2 separate regions of the Zea mays genome follow, and region 1 is linked to region 2. Evidence: chromatin contacts called from public Hi-C data. All regions are on one chromosome and are shown on one strand. Each heading gives the region's core, a stretch centred on a gene start, on an enhancer-like site or on the middle of the called end of the contact. The rest is flanking DNA. Distances are from core to core; before and after follow the strand shown. Region 1 holds the start of LOC103647333. Region 2 holds the start of LOC100279374 (Mediator of RNA polymerase II transcription subunit 14).

The links. A called contact is a pair of places that touch in the nucleus more often than the background predicts.
Region 1: a contact with region 2 is called in a Hi-C map of leaf, with 7 times the contacts expected there. The contact joins the promoter of LOC103647333 here to the promoter of LOC100279374 in region 2. A contact is called at or near these places in 2 of 25 Hi-C or Micro-C datasets (leaf and tassel).

The regions. Positions count from the first base shown.
Region 1 is chr2:176,741,478-176,746,459 of Zm-B73-REFERENCE-NAM-5.0, reverse strand. LOC103647333 reads left to right here and starts at 3,271. Exons shown (of 11, transcript XM_020548471.2): 1 at 3,271-3,860; 2 at 4,971-4,982. The coding sequence starts at 3,669. It also overlaps the pseudogene LOC103649104 and the pseudogene LOC103649105.
Region 2 is chr2:176,302,968-176,307,711 of Zm-B73-REFERENCE-NAM-5.0, reverse strand. LOC100279374 (Mediator of RNA polymerase II transcription subunit 14) reads left to right here and starts at 1,849. Exons shown (of 9, transcript XM_008669551.3): 1 at 1,849-2,597. The coding sequence starts at 2,343.

The DNA.
Region 1 (4,982 bases), core at 2,022-4,521, 440 kb before region 2:
GAAGGAATGCATTGAGTGTTTTTTTCATCATTTCTATTGAGAAGGCTTCATGGCGTCTGTGAAGAAAATCCCTTGGCACCAATAATTGGAAGGCTTGGACTTCCACTGTACCGCACAAGTGGAGACGATTCTGTGCTGTTTGATCATGATCTGGAGAGGTAAAACTTTGCATTAGGCTGAATTGTGCTTTGAGAGATGATGGGGGCTAATGATGGCCGCTAACTTGTTCTATTGCCTTCAGCTATGCACTCTATGACACTAATGGACGTCAAGTACCACAGGAGTTGGTAGAAAAGATTGGGAAGGTGTTTGAGACCATACTGGAAGAGGTATTCCCCCCTTTCAATTAGTGGTGTGTCAGTGCCTGTTGATTTTAGGTAGTTTCTATTATTTGATTTACCCACAACACTTCTGTGCACAGACTAGCAAATTGAGGGAAGGAACCAATGAAGATATGTCTATCGCAAAAGCCATTGCAATTGTTATGGATAGAAATCCACAGTTGAGGTTTGTACTAATCTACTTCCTGCCTTTGTTCACTGTTCAACACAAACATACCAGTCATTTTAACAGTGGGTTTTCCATGTGTTCACTACAGGCAAGAAGGGATTGCTCATGAAGTTCTTCAGTGGTATTTGTGCCGTATGGAGGGTTGGTTTGCCACTGACGCAGATTCAATTTCACTACAGGGCTGTGATCAGGTATGTTTCTTTTTCTTACAATCTGGCCAGTATACTTGCACATTGTGAAATTATTGTGCCTTATGCATGATAATGTTGATGGGATGCAGGAGGTGCTGCTTCCAGGTGGCCATGGCCTCATGGTTCGTGGATATCGTCCAGTTATAAATACTCTTGCAAGAGGCTTAGATATACGTCTCAACCATAAGTATGCATAATATATCCTTTTTATTATCAATTTGTATTCAATAGTTGTAGTTTCACTTTCATCAACCATTGCTCCAGCACCGACCCTTGTTCTTTGTTCTTCAGGGTTTTGGAAATTGTTCGCCACCGGAACAAGGTAGAGGTTACTGTAAGCAGTGGCCAAACGTCCGTTGCGGACACTGCAGTGGTCACTGTTCCCTCACCTTGGAAAAAGGGCAGAGCAGGGAAAAAGGGCAGCAGCAGCTGTGGCTATGAGGACAAAACTGACTGGGGAACTGAGGTAATGACTCCTGAAGTTATAACTTTGTAACATCAGTGTTGCTGATGCTTGTGCTATTACTTGCTAAGAAATGTCGAGATATGAATTGATGTTTCCTTGTCTGGTTTGCTCATAAAACCTTTGATTTTGTGATAAATACCTAATCTGTTGTTGGAAATGATATATTTGTTATTGAATTGAAGAGAAAGAAATGTTTATTAATTGTAAGTCTTTAATATGGTGCACTGCAGATTGGGTGGATCTATTGTTCTGTTACAGAAGACGTTCTCACCGGATTCAAGATGCATGCTCGAGGCTGGCGATCAATCTACTGCATGCCTAAGCGACCAGCTTTCAAGGGATCTGCTCCTATCAACCTTTCGGATCGTTTGAATCAAGTGCTTCGGTGGGCTCTTGGTTCCATTGAAATTCTTTTCAGCAGGCATTGTCCCATATGGTATGGCTATGGAGGCCGGCTTAAATTCCTGGAGAGATTTGCTTATATCAACACAACAATTTATCCACTCACATCAATCCCGCTCCTCCTGTACTGCATATTGCCAGCAGTTTGTCTTCTCACTGGGAATTTCATCATCCCAAAGGTAAAGCGCACACATTAATGTACTGTGCAGGAAGATTTGCAAAGAATTGATTCTGACTGCTCTTATTTTCTCGAATGCAGATTAGTAACCTAGAGAGTGTTTGGTTTATATCGCTCTTTATCTCAATCTTTGCCACTGGTATCCTTGAGATGAGGTGGAGTGGTGTTGGCATTGATGAATGGTGGAGGAACGAGCAGTTCTGGGTCATTGGTGGTATTTTCTGCACATTTATTTGCCACTGATGAAGAAGGTGATTTTGCCGAGCTCTACATGTTCAAGTGGACAACGCTTCTGATCCCACCAACCACTATTTTGATCATCAACCTGGTCGGCGTGGTCGCTGGCATTTCCTACGCAATCAATAGCGGTTACCAGTCATGGGGACCTCTTTTCGGGAAGCTCTTCTTTGCGTTCTAGGTGATTGTCCACTTGTACCCCTTCCTCAAGGGCCTCATGGGGAAGCAGAACCGCACACTATGTCTTCGCATGTTTTTTTTGAATATATATTTTTTATAAATAACTGCAAATATAGATGCTGTTGGATTTAGATCTAACGGAGTAAAATATCTGCTTACACGTTTTCACCTATGTAACCATTATATATTAATATTTTGTATGTTGTTGTAACCCATCCCCACTCTTAGACCCTCATTAATGTGAACAATAACAAGGAATGGATGCCCAGGAATCAAGCTCATGCTGCTTAGGTGTATGGGAGGATAACGAGATGTGTAGTGCTCTTCAAGTGTGCAAGTGCGTCTATGAACTGTATGGTTCTTTGATTTTTGTTGTTCGCTGAGGTGCAAAGTAGGAAGAAAATGCGGCCCTAATCTTACAAGCGGGGAATGTATCATTTTTTGGTGCAACTAAAATATGTGGTGTTATTTTTTGTGTACTAACAATTTGTTGAATATTTTGTATACCGTTGCAACGCACGGGCATCTACCTAGTAGATCTTAAGGCTATAGATCTAAATACAAAGGAAGCACAATCCAAAGACCGTTAGTACAACATCAATGTTAAACATTTTTAAAATACTTTTTTTATTTCTTATATACATACACGCATACACGTATATACGCTCCTATTGGCGAGATAAGGTTGTAGTTGCCGTATTATTATTGCACTCTGTTTGTTAAACGAGATGCATGAAAGATAATAAGGTCCTGTTTGTTTATCTTATAAATTATTATTTAAATTAAATTACGATGGAATGGTAGAAAGGTAAATATCACTTTTGGGATTAATAGCTTATTTTAATTTATTTATGATGACAAAGTGACAATTCACTCCTCTACTATTTCACCATAATTCAATTTAGGAGGCACCCTAAATCTATGCGTTTCATGCGTGGCGTACGGCGGTGGAAACCTAAACTACAGTACAGATACAGATGCAGCAAAAAATACAAATGTTTAAATTGGTAAACTTTTGCAACTTTTGCGGGTCAAGTTATTTCAGAATTTATTTTAAACATACTACTACGAATACAAATGCAACTACGTGTATGCCCGTACGGATACGTACACGTACAGTTACTCAACCGCCGCTTCGGGCCCGACCTGTCTCCCTCTCCCGGCCCTCGACGCTCTTCCTCTTTCTTCCTCCTCGCGTCCTTCTTCCCTCGCTTCCGTTTCCTTTCAAACCCTAAGTCCGATTACCCGTTCAAAACCCTAATCCTAGCTCCCCAGCCTCCTCCCCACTGCGTCCCCACACTGCTCCGCGTCATACCTCGCGACTTCCGCGCCCCCGCGCGCCCGGCCCTCCCACTCGGCCCTCGCGGACCTAGGGTTTCTCCCGGGCCGGAGCTGCTCGTTCGTTCACTGCCTTTGGGCGAGCCGGTGCGGGCGGGTGGTTGGGCGAGGAGGTGGTGGGCGGAGATGAGATGAGGTTGCAGCGGCTGTGGGGGCGGTGTGAACTATGAGTAGGCTCTCGTTCAGGCCGCGGCCGCTCGACATCCATAAGAAGCTCCCCATCCTCAAGTCTGTGCGGGAGTTCGAGGATGAGGAGCCAGGGGTCGCGCCGCTTTCTTCTGCGAGGGCTGGGGTGCTGCTGCGGCACTCAGGAACTGAGCTCCCCGCGTCTGGGGCGAACAAGACGACAGAGGGCGAGGTATTTTGCAGCTTCAGTTTGAGCTTCAGCAATGTTAAATGATGGACCTTATTACCTCATAGTGTTTGTTTCTGTGTTGAAGTGACATGAATTGAGCTTTCTTCTGTGCTTGAATCCTCATTTCACCAACTAAGCTTTCACAATGTGCGTCATGTGTCTGTACTGTTTGCTGTAGTTGTTGTCTTAGTGACCATAGGCCCATAATGAAAATGTGAAATGAAACTATGAAAGGGACCTGATTAGACTGCAGGTTGTAATATCATGTAATCACTCCAATCCTAATGATGTTCGGACATGCCAATTAAAGTTTACTAGCATATCGATAACATGCAGCGTGACTAAATTTACGTGGATAATGTAACAAAGTATCTCTTAGGGCCTGTTTGGATCCTATGAGTTGAAACCAATATGTAGAAAGTGCTTCCCATTTCATTATTAGATTACTTTCCAGCTCCTCTCAATTCTTGGGAACCAACCATGGCCTTATGTTAAAATTAGCTAGAAGTAAGGCTTTTCTGGTGGAATGATACAGGCTGTATCCTTAATAGCTTGTTACACACATTTCTTTATGAACCTATCAATACCACTCACCTTTAGGTCCAAAGAGTCGTTAGTGAAGTTGTTGCTGTTCATACTTTCATTTGTGTACACCACATTTATAAAAGGTCAAACCTTTATCAATTAATCTATTTTGAACTCATTGTCTGGTTCTCTTAACTGGAATTTGGATACACATGGGTTGTTATTTTTTGGACAATAGTTCAGATATTGACATATTGTACACTAATTTGTTGGTGCGCATTTCCAACAAAATTATTTTTATCTCCGTCTAATTGAAACAATAGTGATGTTTTATTGTGCCCTTTTTCTTAAATGTCTTGTCCTTGGAAGAATTCAAAATCGTTACTTTGCTAGGTTTATCTGATTGTATATATTTCTGATCAGTTTAAATTATGTATGGGCTATTCTGCTGTTACAAGAAAACATAGTCTGATGTGGGCTTCTCTAACTCCCTCACCTAAACCAATATGTCCACGGTACATCTAGTGGACTGCTACTATTTGTTTCAAAGGATGCTGGAAAAAGGAATTATATCACTCTACTCTGCAGGGAAGTCAAGCA
Region 2 (4,744 bases), core at 600-3,099:
GAAAAACGATCTACACCGCGAAGGGGCTATTGTTGGGGGCCTTCTTCTTCGCCGAAGGTCCCCTAAGCAAAAACACCTTCAGCAAGGTGATATGCAAGCAGGCACAACATGAAGATATATGCCGAAGCTACAGTTGAAAGAGCTTCGGCATGATGACACGCTTGAGACGAAGGGCAGCACCGACTTAGAGAGGAAAAGATCGCTTAGTCCCTGATAATTTGTGTCATGGTTATAACTATGAAGGATACAAATGTAATTTTGTCCGAGCTGCGTCCTGTGCCTATAAATAGATGAACAGTACCCATGTATTGTTCACGCTGACTTATAATCACTTGCACATCACTCTTTCTAAAATGATTATTCATACTTTCTCTATGTTTCTTACGATCGTGTTTATATCTCTGTATATTGCAATGAAGAAGGTATGTCCTTCGTAACCTTCGTCCGAAGATCATTATATCCTAAGGGAGATAATGTGATGAAGGACAAAGGTCTATAACCATTAACATTTGTGTTGCCTTGTTCTTGATTCAAAGCTTTTGAGAACAAGTGCCAAACACTCGTCGAGTTCGAGCTTTTTTCCCAGCCCTAGCCACGGCCACGGTCCTGCCCGGTCGGCGGCGCGCGCACGTGTGGCAGTCCTTCATCCTTTTCTCAGCTTCTCAATAGATGCACCAACGGACCACCTATTTAAGTTGATTGAATTGTCCCTTAAACTTCTGGTATTATACTAAAGTACTAGTACACCGTAGCATTAAAATGGGCCTTTAGCATTGACTATTATTGAATATTAATATGGGCCAGACCCACATTAATTCAACAAATGACACTATAAGGTGACTTATGCAACACTACCTCCTTCCAAGAGCACAATAGTTGGAAGCTCTCTTCTCAAGTTACAAACAACACTTTCAAGGCTTTCTCTTTTCCATATCAAACTGTGTCATGAGCAATTATGCATTTGTAGGTATCTTGAAGTGAACTTTGTAATTCCTTAGCACCAATGTGTGGTTTCTTCACAAGGATAGGAAGAGCTTTTAAAGCTACCCAAACACTTGTTAGAGTGCTAGTCCTCCTCCGTCTATTAGATGTACAAATGTGATATCATTTAGCATAATCATCTATAAAAATAACAACAAACATCACTATAAAGGCAATAACGTAAATAGATAAATAAATGTAAAGTTTTTGATATACATAACATACAAATATAGTCGGTGAATCATACCTTTCAATTATTGCATTAATGCTCCAAAGACAGTCACCTCCTCGGCAATAACCTCTGTATTTCTTAGGGCATGTACAGTGGTGTTTAATATGGGGGCTCTTAAGGTGTTTTAGGGGGTTATTTGCAAAAAAATCTTAGAGCCGTCTCTCCGTGAAGAGACGCCTCTGGCTCGTAAACCAAGTAACAACAAACGCCTCACTTCCCACTGTACGAATTTGTCGTCTGTTCTATCGATCTGATGCTATACAAATACATTTAATTCTGTATTTATTAACCGACTACGTTTAGAGACACTCCATTGTACAATAGAGTCTCTTAGTTGTCTCCTGTGCTTAGAGAACCGTTTTGGTGTCTCTCCACTGTACATGCCCTTAGGGCATGTACAACCCAGATACGACTGCACGGTACTTCAAGTATAAGACACAGCTAAAACACAACACAATACAGTGGTCGTGTCTAAAACGTGTGTCTTACCATATTCATTGTACCAATCAGAGCATTCAATAAATTAAAGTGACCAATCAGCTAGCCTCCTGTCTCGAACATAGAGCTAAGACACTGTGTCTTCGTCAAGATACATGTCTTGAGTTTTTTTACATTCACCCCCCTAGACACACTCTAAGACACAACTTAAGATACTCATTGTACATGCCCTTAGGCTACTAGCCCAGGCCTCCGGTTCCGCGTGGGCCCGTCGACTAGGGCGCACTCGCACCCTCCGCCGGTCCTGAACTCATCGATCGCAGAAGCGAGAGAGAGAGAGAGAGGAGGCCGTACCCACGCCGCCGCTTCGCCGCCGCCGACCTCCGTCTCTCGCTTCCACCATCTCTCTCCTTTTCACCCTCTCTCGCGGCCACCCTCGGTCCCCTCCCTGAGCCTTACCCTTGACTGAGTGGTTTCCAATTTCAGTTCCACTCCCTCTTCCACCACTATTCACGGGGAGGCGCGGCGAATCCTGCGAGATTCCTCCCGGCCCACGCGTGCGCACGTTGGCGATACAGGGCTAGAGTTTCGTCTCCGGCGCTTTGCGGAGTTAATTAGGAGAAGGAACTGGAGAATGTGTAGGTGGTGGGCGCTGAAACCCTAGCTGTTCGGGACGGGCGTGCGTGCGGGGATGGCAGGGGAGCTGGGGCAGCAGACGGTGGAGCTGGGCGCGGTGGTGCGGCGTGCGGCGGAGGAGTCTTATCTCGCTCTGCGGGAGCTCGTGGAGAAGTCGCAGGCGGAGGCCGAGGGGAAGGGCATCGGCGCCGGAGCCAATGGCAGCTGGCAGCGGTCCGACACCGAGAAGAAGATTGACTTGCTCAAGTTCATCACACGCACACGCCAGCGCATGCTTCGTCTCCACGTCCTTGCCAAGTGGTGTCAGCAGGTGATGCCTAATTTCAGTCTTTGCTATTTCTCTTGCTTGTCTGTCTCCTTGTCATAATTCTGCTGAGGTATGCTAAGAATTCAATCTGACTGGTGTGAGTGCCTAATATCCTGTTTTAGTTTGGTTTAGTGGCATTGTCTCACCTATCTAGCTCGAGTGGCATGTAAAGAAGGATATTCATAGTTGTTGTCTTATTGCAGTGTAGTGGGATAGTGAAGATTGGTGATTGTTGATGAATTGTGCCAGCATTTTTGCCCCTAATTTTGTAGGGTCTGTACTCCAGTTCCTAGTAGGACACAAATGATTGTTTGGTGGACAAAATGTAATCCAGTTCAATCTTGGCATACTCATTGATTTGTTTATTTTGTTTTGGTGCAGTGGTATTATGAAAAAGCTCAATTTGTTTCGCACTAGAAACTTATATTATTTTTCTGGTGCTGTCATGGTGTGCTCTAGCATAAACGACGAGTGAAATAAGACCGTTTTACAATGTACTTGAAATAGTGCGAACTGCGAACCACCATGCACACATAGATCAGGGGAATGTAAAATCAACAAATATAATTTAATAATTAAACTATTAAACCATTGAAAATGCATTATATATCACGGGAGTCGCGAAAGGGCCTCTAGCCTAGTGGTTAAGGACTTCCGAGTAGCACCTCCAAGTCCTGGGTTCGATTTCCCCCCGGGAGCGAATTTTCAGGCTTGGTTAAAAAAATCCCCTCGCTGTGTCCCATCCGCTTTTGGGTTACGATGTCCTGTGCGCCACCCTCCGGTTGGGCCGTTGCAGAGTGGACAGTTGACGCCGGCCCGTTAGTGATTGGGGGCCAGGGTTCGGGGATTTTCTCGGCCGGGACCATTGTTTCGGTCTCTTCTTAATATAATACCGGGAGGGCGGTCTTTCCCTCCCCGGCCGAGTTTTTTTTTATCACGGGAGTCTCATTGATTTATATTGCTTCCATTTCAAATTGTAATATTTCACTATATGGTTTGAACTGTGGTAATGTGGTTGTTATGCTGTCATAAATATTTGTTTCTAGCATATATTTGGTGCAAGCTAATCCTAGTGCAATCGTGCAAGCCACTTTTGTTTTGTAACAAAATCAAGATGAAGTATTCTGATTTTTATTAGATTGCTCATTATCTGGTTCACATCCATAAAATCCTTTTCTTTTAAATTTAATTGACAACTTGACATATAATTTCTGTGCTACAAATGTAATTAAACGTAGGACAGAAAAATGAGACTGTCTAGTAAAAAATAAGTTGACAAGGACAATGAAAAGTTTAAGATTTCCTTTGTCCCAACCAAGCTTAGATATAGCACTGAACTAGTCCAAAGAGCACTTCCTCAACGGATCCAGAAGTACTGAGGTTGATTTAATGGCATTTTACATCATTCCACTGAGCCAATGGATTCCTTTAAATATGCCCCACTGTACCTTAATTTTGTTGTTATGTCAGGCTGTCAGCTGTGTACCTAGTGCTGAAAGCTGAACACAATGTGGGTTCTGGAGAAGGGGATTCTCAACAGCCTCACCCTCGCATAATTATGCAAGGAGGCTGTTTCAAACATGGTTATTAAAGCGGTAAAACGTTAAAACGTTATGAACCAACTTTTCAACGTTTAAACGTTTAAACGAACGTTGAAACGTCTTTTCAGACTTGACATAGAATTTCAAATATAGAATAAGTTCATACATAAGTTGAGTTCACAAACCAAATAGCATTAGCATAAAAAGAAACATATCAAGTTCAACAACACAAGTTCAACCACACAAGTTACAACTTTTATGCATGATTAGTAACCATCATCGAACTCATCGATATTAAGACCATGAGCATAGCGCCTTGATCGTCACCATCTTTTCCACTATTGCTTCCTTCAATTTCATCTTCCACATCAAGATCATCAAGAATATATTCCTCATCATCTTCATTTGCTAAATTAGTCTCCTCTTCCTCAAGGTCTTCATTCCTTCTCACACACCCACCACCAGCTCTCCTAGGAAAATTACGACCTCTGAGATGTGCAGATGCACCAATAGCTTCATCAACTTGGTCCCATGATAAATTGAAATCATCTCCAAAAGCATTGCTAACATGAGAAGAATTAGCTAATGGATCAACCCATTCATTGTCCC